2 separate regions of the Mus musculus genome follow, and region 2 is linked to region 1. A link is a contact called in public Hi-C data. All regions are on one chromosome and are shown on one strand. Each heading gives the region's core, a stretch centred on a gene start, on an enhancer-like site or on the middle of the called end of the contact. The rest is flanking DNA. Distances are from core to core; before and after follow the strand shown.

Region 1 (5,322 bases), core at 2,329-4,828:
GCCTCAGGAAAGGCTTATAAGAATGAAGAGTTAGAGCGTTACTCTTTTTTTTTTTCTTTTGGTTTTTCGAGACAGGGTTTCTCTGTATAGCCCTGGCTGTCCTGGAACTCACTCTGTAGACCAGGCTGGCCTCAAACTCTGAAATCTGCCTGACCCTGCCTCCCGAGTGCTGAGATTAGAGGCGTGCACCTTGGAGTTTCTCTGGAGTATCTGAAGTCGGGGGTTAAGCTGGGCCATCAGAGACCTGGTCTTTGAGAAACTTCCACTAGTTAGGCCTTCTGTTGTTATTGTGGCTCACATCCTTACAGAGTGACTTTTGACCTCAGAGTGACCTTAAAAACACAGGCCTACCATTAAGGAATATCAAGCAACGTCTTCATCATAGAGAGCCTTCAACTCCTGGCTGTCCTGCCTGCAGCATTTCTTACTCCCTGAGCAATTCCACCTCTAGCCTTTTGGGGATCAAATGACCCTTTCACGGGGGCCACCTAAGACCATTTTTAAACACAGATATTTACATTACGATTCATAACAGCAGAATTGCAGTTATGAAGTAGCAGTGAAAATAATTCTATAGTTGGAGGTCACCACAGCATGAGGAACGGTATTAGGAAGGTGACCACTGACTCAGAGTAATTCTGATTGCTACCATGGCATAGGCTTCCCTCCTTCCCTGTCACAGCCTGTAGCCACCACCGTAGTTTAACTGTCCAGGAGAAGGCTGATGGACTTGGTGCTGTGGGTCTGGGCATGGGTAGCTCTCAAGCTCCTGCAGTTCCTAGGACTTGTGGCACATAGCACCTTCTCATCTCTTCCCAGGAGTACACATGAAGTCTCTAGACATCACAGACAGGAAAGTGTGGGCATGCAGTATCTCAGGGTGCCAGGGATCTCTATAGGAAGGCTGCTTTGGAGACAGCTGAAGGGACATATGTGTGGGGGCTATGCACTACTCTCTGGGAGCCGCCCACACTGGGATCCACTCTTTGTGATACAAAATGAAACATGAAGGAAAAGAATGATCTAGTTACCACAGTAAACTGCGGGTGTTTAAGGCAGTCAGTCCGTTGACAAAAATCTGGAAACTGTGATTCTCTACATCTGAAGGGAGAATTCAAAAAGTAAGGATAAAGGTGACTCAGTCAGAGGGAAGGTTAAAACTGAGCCCAGGAGTCCGTCAGCAAGCACTTGGAAAGCCGGCTGACTCAGAGCACCAGCTGTGGGGTTGTAACTGAAGCTTCAGCTGAAGTAAGGCATTCAAAAGAGAAACTGACCCAGGAAGAGGGACCTGAGACAGACCTGATGCATGGGTGTGGTTTGGCTTGCTCTTCAAGGGTGTAATATGTTCTCTCTGGGAGTGGTCTGCAGCCCCTCTGAGAAGCCTGGGGCCTGACTGGAGGAAGATGAGGACCAGAGAGAGGGAGAGGTCCAACTGGGCTTCCACAGGCCCTTTGCCTCTGCCAGAGAGCTCATGCCTCCATCTGCTTTTTATGTTGGAGTCTGCAAAGAATATTTATAGAGATCTGCAAGTTGGGAAAGCATAAAAAATGACATTTTAGCATCTCAGTAATGCCTAGCATTTTCTTCTGTTGTGAGTATAAATGACAGATGCCTGTACTATTTGCATCATTTGTCGTTCACACCAATTAAAATCCTTGATTCTTTTCATTTGTAGCAGCTCCCTTACAACTGCGTTCACAGCGGCCAGTAGTTAGACTGCTTCTGCTCTGGGTCTGCTGCACTGAGGACGCAGCGCGGACTGCCTTATCCGGAACTTCTTAGTATCTTGATACTTGTCTTTCGGTGTAATTGGTTTCACTTGGGAAAAACCAGTCTGGAGAGGGGATCCACAGGCCCCCTCCAGGAGCTCAGGATGACAAAAGCTCCAGGGCCCCTATGAGGCAGGCCTGTGAGCAGTAGGCTCTTTTGCCTGGTCTTCCTGCTTCCTTCCCAGCCCCCCTGAAGCAGTCTGTCTCTGAGTTCCGTAATGCAAACGCGCTCTTTCCTTATGCCAGCTTGCCCTGGGAAGGAGGCCAAGTGTGTGGCCGATAGGTACTCTGTCCTCCAAATGAGAGGTTAGGTACTGGGAGTCCCCTGGAGCTGAGGTGTAAGAAGATTCTTCAGGCCCCACGCCACTCTCTGGAGAATAGGGCGGGGGCGGGGTGGGGTGGGTGGGGACATTTCTGCTTTATTTTGGCACCATCAGTGCCCAGTGTGTGGTGAGGTGAGGCAGCAGCTGCAGCCGCATCAGCAGGTGAAGATACAGGGATAGTCAGCCAACAGCAGCTGACACAAAGGCGGTCAGCGGTCAGTATAGAGGGAGGACATTTATTGTTCTGTCTTAAGAACTTTCGTACCTTCTGCTCATTTTCAAAATAACTAAAAGCTACAAACCTTTTCTTTTTCTTCTGGGCAGAGGATTTGTGTTGCCGACTTACTGTTTTGCTGCCTTTTGAGAGGGAAAAGGCTTCCCGCTTTTACTGTCTGTCACCTACAGGGTTCGTAAGCGTGAGCTTTGTGGCTCTGTTTGACTGACAGTCTAAGACTGAGATTGCCTAAGCGGTGAGCAAGGTGTGAGAGGGCAAGGTGCTGCCTGTCCTGAGCAGGTCTCCCAGAGCAAGCCTATCGTGAAGGACCAGGCTGGGGTATAACTGCTCTTAAGGGAACTGTGGGAGAAGGATTCAAGAGTGTGATACAGAGTGCAGAGTGATGGGGAAGTTAGGATTACAGATAAAAGGAAGTGCCTGGAGCGTTGGGAGTCTGTGGACTACTCCACTGTTTATTCTGAGAACTGTAGTGTTCTTTATCTCCTTTGGAACACTGATGAGCGCCCATAAAGTTTCATACAGTGAACATGCCTTTTCCATTTTGGAGACCACCTTTCCTGGGCCTGCTAATCGGGTTCTGAGCTGGACACATACCCCCTCCATGCTTACCGTCCACACTTAGAGAAGTGAACATGGAGGCCGAATGTGTCTCCATTTTTAGGAGACAAAACTACAGATGTACATGCCATAGGAAAAAACACGCCATCGACAAAAGCCACTATCTGTATTGTGACAGTGAGCTTTTGATGTTCCCATGTTAGCATTTGATGGCTACGCTAACAGCATGCAGCTCTAGCCGTGACACTTCTGCCCTCCTTTTTGGTGACCTCTTTAGTGAGGATATTTGCAAAAGCTCACTTAGGCTTCTGCATCGTTTGGGGGACTGTGGTGGTGAAATGAAACTTGTTCCCGTTACTTAGAAGCATCAGTGATCATAAGTGGTTATTTAATCTGCAGCATTAACAGTCATTCCTGAAGGGTGACAGGAATCTCCAATTATACAACAGATTCTCTACTGAGAGCTTACAGTTCTAAAGTGGCCTGTGGTTTCTGGAGAGCAGCATGGAGAATGTTGAATCTGCTGTCACTATAGAAAAGGCTGCAGAGCTCCAGGAGAGGATCCTTGTCTCAGAATTGGACCTCTGTGTGGTCACGGAGAGCAACGTGCCACCCAGTAATGAGAGGGAGGCTGCTGTATCGCGGCCTCAGGCGTCCTTCATCGTTGCTTAGATAACAGGAGTCCCTGGGTGGAGACGGATGACAGGTCGGGAGCAGCTGGGAAGGGACAGATGGCAGCCTGTGTGTCTCCAGGTCCTAGCTTGGCAGCCCACCGAAGGACCAAAATCGCTTCATTTTTCAGTGTTCATAAATACTGTGGCGGATCCTTGGAAGGTGGAGTTGTACAGATGTTTGTGCCAGCGGGGAGAGGGAAAGTCAGGGCTCCTTAGGAGTGAGCTGCATGCAGGCTTGCACAGGAATAGCTTTTTGAGGTCTTAGAGATTTTGTTCAACAACTATCTTAAATTTTTCTGTTAACATATTGCTTGGAGCCGGGTAGTTCGAGGCTAGCCTGGTCTACAGAGTGAGTTCCAGGACAGCCAGGGCTATACAGACAAACCCTGTCACCCTGTCTCAAAACAAAAAACAAACAAAAAAACCCAAACCAACCCATATTGTTTGGTCTCTATGAAACTCCAACTTTTTTTTTTTTTTTTTATGTCTAAAGGTCAAAGGGCAGCAAACAGTTCCTAGAGTGTTTTCAGGAACAGTTCCCTTAACTACTTTCAGGGACAGCGCTCTAACCCGGCTGCTGCTGTGGCTGTCTTTATTTACCCATCCTCACCGAAAGCCTGGGAAGACTCTTAACTATAGTCAGCGCTCTGTACTAGACAAGAGCAAATGGGCCAACTTGGTTCATGCCTCACCAGATGCTCATGAGGGCTTGGTGAGAAGAGCGAGAGCATTGGCCTCTACTACTCCTGAGTCTACTCTTCTCCCCCCTGATCTTTTAGCCTGGAGCTGTAACAGGAATACAGCTCATATACTCGCCTAGCTGTGGCTTACCATTCCCGGAGTGGTCTGCGTGATTGCCACCATCTCTATTACAATGGGGAGATGACTTGGCACCCATGAGGGCTCTGCTCTAGCAGCCATAGCAGTCCAGCTACTAAGAACACCTGTGTGTCCATCTTTGTATAGTGTCCTTTCTTTCTCTGGGGTAAATTTGTAGTAGAGTTGCTGGAACATATAGAAGATACATGTTTAAGATTTTTAAAAAGATGTATTTTATGTATATAAGTACACTGTAGCTGTCGCCAGACACACCAGAAGAGGGCATCCGATCCCATTACAGATGGTTGTGAGCCACCATGTGGTTGCTGGGAATTGAACTCAGGACTTCTGGAAGAACACAGTGCTCTTAACCGCTGAGCCATCTCTCCAGCTCTGATATATTTAACTTTTAAAGAACTTGATAGTTGTTACAAAGTACTCAGCCCATTTTATAATCCCAGCGGACTCTCATTCCTCTGCACTTCATCTGACACATTAAGCTAAATTGATGTGTTTTGATTTTGGTTTAAACTTGCAATTGCCTTATGATTGTCCTTTGACAAATGTTCAGATTTTCTGCCGTCTTGGTGGTTGGTTTCTTTTTACTGAATTTGAAAACTCTTTTTCTGAGTATTATATTTTCATTCACTTACTTTATTTTTCAAAAGTGAGGTTTTACCTTTGATGGAAATCCAGTTCTTCCTGGATTTGTTGTTGTTGGTTTTGGTGTCTTCTAAGACATCTCTACCAACTGAACACCATAGATAATTTTCTCTGATATTTTACTTGAGAATTTTATAATTTTAGGTTCTAGAGTTATGTTTATAAATAGTTAAGGGCTTTTTGTTTGTTTGTTTGCTTGCTTGCTTTGTTTTTTAAAGTTTTGTTTGTTTTTACACAGGATAGAAGATAAGGCTCAAAGTCTTATTTTTTTCCCCTCCCTC
Region 2 (4,667 bases), core at 1,866-4,365, 270 kb after region 1:
AGCAAGGTCTCAGGAGCAGAGATCTTCCTTCTTCTCAGTTACTTACTGCTTGTTCCTCCCTGCATTCATAGTGTGGTCTTTAAAAATATACTCCACAGAGGTAGCACCAACCACAATGGTCAAACATTAACCAAAACCAAACCCCCAAACCAAAACCCTATAGGCTTGCCTAAAGGCCCATCTTAAAGGGGCATTTTCTCAGTTGAGATTCAGTCTTCTCAGATGACTCTAGCTTGCCTTAAGTTGAAAAAAAAATACTCATCACACTGACTAAAATGAAAATTTTAATGTGTGGCTTTGGCAGCAAATTTAAGCCTGTAAAGGAAAAAAAAACCTGTGAACTTGAAAATAAATTCAAAGAACACAGAAAAAAAGGATAGAAGAAAAATTGATATAAATGTGTAGTGGAATATGAAATATTTCAATTTTACATTTTTAGAATTTCAGAACAGTCAAGAGGCAGAAATACATCGGAACAAATAATAACAGAGCCACTCCCCCCACCAACCTTGAAGAAACTTTAAATTTCTGATCCACAACTGTCAACACATCTCAGTAACATAGGCAAAAAGATAACCCTGGCCAGATGTAGCTCATCCAAGCTGCTCAAAGCCAAAGACAGGGAGGAAACCTTGCAAGCAGAAAATGGTGACAGCAATGTCATGACTGGAGTCTAAAGAACACTGGACAGAGCGCAAAAATGCTCTAAAAATTCTATAGTGAGATTATTCTTCAAAAAAACAAAATGAAAATTAAAACAGATATCTTGAAACCAGCAAAGCATGAAGTCGATGCTGACAGGCCTGTGATATGAGAAATGTCCACGGAAGCCATCTGGCTGAAAGGATAGCACCCATGACACAATAGCACAAAAGCACGCACTGAGGCATGTTAAATGCACAGATTATATACATTAGCGATTAACTCCGAGTCACCAGTAATGCACTGGTGTTGCATTAAGGAAAGAAATAAAAGCACTCCCTTTGGAGTCCTTTAACCAAGTGTGAGTCTAGATTTGAATTATCTGCTTCATGCTCCTTGGGTCTTGTCTCCTTGTCTGTCTATTGTAGGAGTCTGAATCTGTGTCTGCTTGAAGGCTGTCTGGTGAACCTGTTTGTCACTGTGTGTGTGCATGTCTGCCATTATGTGTGCCTGTTTCTCTGTGTGTGTGTATGTATGTGTGTCTGTGTGTTATATGAGCTGTATGTCTGTCTCTGTGGTTGTGTGTGTCTGTCTCTAACAAAGGGCTTTGCTCTGCATTTATTCAACAGCACAGAAAGCATCACACAGGGAGAGGAATGGGACACCGTACAACCATCTTTAGCAGAGTTTTGTGAGGGATTCAGTCAGTGTCTCCAACTGACCCTTGACAACCCAGTTAACAAGTAACATTGTTTTTCAACCAATATCCATAAATGGTTGCTTCCAACATTTATAGTAGATTTTAGGGCATTTCTTTCAACTTTCTGTGTTTGCTGCCTTTCAGCAAATGATATACGTGCATTGTTCTGGGTCAGGGGCATGGAAGAGTACATAACTTAAGAGTACAGCTGTGCATTAGCCTCAGTTGTAAAAGTTAACTCTATGGGAATTTCAAGGCAAGTAAGGTTGGCTGTTCCATTGTCCTCTTAAAGGCAGGTTAAACAAACAGTTTGAGTACACAGGAGGATGGCAGCCTTAAGTCTTAAGTGGCTTCAGGGTATATTATTAACTCCGGCTGTGAGGTCCAACAAAAGATCTGCTCTCTTGGAATATAAGATATATTTTCAGAATATTGCATCGACACATTAAAAATGCATCAATATTGACTTAGAATATGATAACATAAAGATACATATTTTAGGATGGCTTGCTACATAACCACGAAGACCTGAGCTCAGGTTGTAGCATCCATGTAACAAATCAGGGCTGGTTTTTGTTTTGTTTTGTACATTCCCATAAACCTAATACTTGAGGAGAGTACAGAGATAGAAAAATCACTGGCGTTTATAGGCTCCCAACCTGTAAAAACCATACAAGTTCCAGGCTCAGTGAGAGACTCTGCCTCAAGTGACCAAGGCGAGAGGGAAGCTTCCTCTGGCCTCCACATGTACGCACAGGTATGTGTGTATGCACACACACCACACGAAAGCTCATTCATACATATAAGAAATTATTCAAAAATGCATAGTTTAATCTCTAGAGTAAACACCAAAAATATTTCAGAGATAGAAGAAGAATTAAAAGAGCGCGATAAAGATGTTTATGTAGTATGAAGCAAAGTTATAGAGAAGAGACCAAAGCAAACCTTCACATAAATCCAACGTAATTTCTATTGCACTCACTGGGAATGCATTGTACCGTCAAAGGGTGCAGTTGATAGACTGGATCTTACAAGGAGATGTAGCTCTCGTTGTCTATGGTCTTTCAGGACAACGGAAGTATTTCAGAACTGAATTATGGGGATGGCTGCAAAACGTATATGTTTTTCTAAAACTCTTCAAACTGTGTACTTAAAAACAATGACTATTAGTACGCATGAACTATATAAGTGTGTATTAGTATATACTAGTATGCTAGCCTATGCCAGTGGATGACAGTATATGATAACGCTAGTGTATGTAAACTATAGTGTGGTGATAGAGCTACATAAGTCTTATATAAAAAGAAGCAGACTCCAACTTACTCTATATACATCGTTTCAGATGTTAGAGAAAACTATGAAGAGACTAAACTAAGTTACACGTAGATATGTTTGGAATGTGCTGCCTTCACTAGGGCATGTCTGAGCAAGTGTGTCCTTTCCAATGTAACAGCTTTTACAAGAAAGCGGTGGTTCCGTTTACATTTCCAGCAGCTCTGGATTGCAGCGATCTCTCCCTTCCAGCGCCAGCCGTGCATCGCCATCGTTTTTTTGGGTTTGTTGTTGTTGTTGTTTGCTGGTCTGGAGAGAGTTCCTTTCTCAGCACATTTTATTAACCTTATCCTTTACATCTGTCCAAGATGAGGACATATTTGCTATTAACCGTAAGGCACACTTCCAAATTCTGTGCGTTCACATTTCATCAGAGACTGCCTGGGCAAGCTGGGCTCACATACTGTTCCGCACAGATGGAGTTGACGGGGTGCCTGTTTCTCCACGGGCCACCCAGCCATCAGTGTCCCAGCATGCTCCGCGTGAGCCACAGTTTCCTGCCTCTCTGTAGCCAACAGACTTCAGAGCGGCACAATCAGGGTCCTCAGGAGGCCTGGAGGCAGCGAGTGGAAGATGGCTGCTTTCTCGTCTGCGGTTCTATGGAAGGAGGTGCACTCTATCCTACAGAAAGATGTGTTCCAGAGGCCGGGGAACACTCTGGCTTGATTTAGAAAGCATCTCTATAGAGCCGAGTGGTGCAGTACCCTGGTGTAAAGTCCCTGGCCACACAGCACATTTTCTTTCATTCTGAGCTGAGCTACTGAAAATCAACAGTGTGTTTGGAATAAGAGAGGTTGAGGCTCACTGAAGAGGGAAGATGGGCCGTGAACTGGGAAGAAGAGAGGGATGGCGATTCTTTTAACCCACAGTAGGAATATATTATATAGTGACCAAATGTCCGTAGAGGAGAAAGCTGATGTGAATCACTGTGGACAACCTTGAAGCCAAGAATCAGGGACACTGTCGCCAAGAGCTCTGCCTGGCCTGGGTCACATGGGCCAATCCCAAGGGCCGGCTCTGGTTACATTTTCTTCTGCTTTAAGAAGGGAGTGATCCCAGCATCCCAGAACAATTGGTTGAACTGCCATTGCCTTCTGCTTCCCTGACTCCCCGGGAGAGTCCAGAGCTCTGCAGCAAAGGAGCATGTTAGATCTTCCTGTTGCTTCTTGTTTCTCTCTGTAAACTTGAATGCAGCATCTGTTGTCTGCTAGACATTACCAACCAGTGCTATGTCCTCTGATTGCTTCCTAGTGGTATCAATTTGCCATCTGTCCTTGTTTTAAAGATTAACACAATTTTATCCCGGCTCTATCTCATCATAAAGAAGTTTCTGGAAGATTAACATGGTATTTTAGGCATTTAAACTGGCCTGTGTGCTGTGAGGCAAGGTGTGGACACCGGGACTCCAGCTGTTGACAGGGGTGAACAGCAATTACACCTATTGAATAGACTTTATTTTTCACAGTGGCTAAGCTGCCCCTGGTGATAAGCTAACCACTTAGGAAGGCATTTTCACTGTGCCCTCGCCACTGGGTTTCTTGTGCCTTTGTGCCTTTGTCTGTGCAGGGTCCTTGTAGGAAACACGCTCCTGTCTGCTCCAGTTACCAGCCATTAGCTGGCTGTATAGTTGCAGCTGATATTTATGGAATCCCCTCCACGAGTCAGGCACTTTAAGCGTTTGGGTTAGGAGATATAAAATCAATAGTCATTGCTATGAAAAATCTTTGATCTTAGTGGAGAAGGAAAGGACACAGGGACACACACTCAGACACATACACACATATGTGGGAGCTGCAGGGGAGAGACAAGGGACCCAGTGGGGAGGGCACAGTGAAAACACCTTTCTGAGTGATTAGCTTATCATCAGGGGATTAGCCTGAGTGAAAAACAGTATACTGAACTGGAGGGGGACGGGAAGAGGGAAGGAGAGAGAGGGAGGGAAGCAAAGAGGGAGAAAGAGAACATGAACTTAATGTTCAAATCTCTGCCCTCC

Evidence for each region. A called contact is a pair of places that touch in the nucleus more often than the background predicts.
Region 2: a Hi-C map of cerebellum shows a contact between it and region 1, with 2.0 times the contacts expected there. The contact joins two enhancer-like sites. A contact is called at or near these places in 1 of 15 datasets of contacts at CTCF or cohesin (pro-B cells), 2 of 484 Hi-C or Micro-C datasets (cerebellum and granulosa cells) and 3 of 115 datasets of contacts at active chromatin or transcription factors (T-cell acute lymphoblastic leukemia, astrocytes and embryonic stem cells).

What each region holds. Positions count from the first base shown.
Region 1 is chr13:99,365,718-99,371,039 of GRCm38.p6, forward strand. All of the region lies in intron 4 of Mrps27 (mitochondrial ribosomal protein S27), which reads left to right. Among named protein-coding and RNA genes, the nearest start is that of Mrps27, 24 kb to the left of the region's middle. Within about 2 kb of position 3,579, at least 13 of the 459 cell types and tissues checked have an H3K27ac peak or open chromatin away from gene starts, as enhancers often do. A contact at or near this core is called in cerebellum, where this site is marked.
Region 2 is chr13:99,638,791-99,643,457 of GRCm38.p6, forward strand. No RefSeq gene overlaps it. Among named protein-coding and RNA genes, the nearest start is that of Gm24471, 51 kb to the right of the region's middle. Within about 2 kb of position 3,116, at least 45 of the 459 cell types and tissues checked have an H3K27ac peak or open chromatin away from gene starts, as enhancers often do. A contact at or near this core is called in cerebellum, where this site is marked.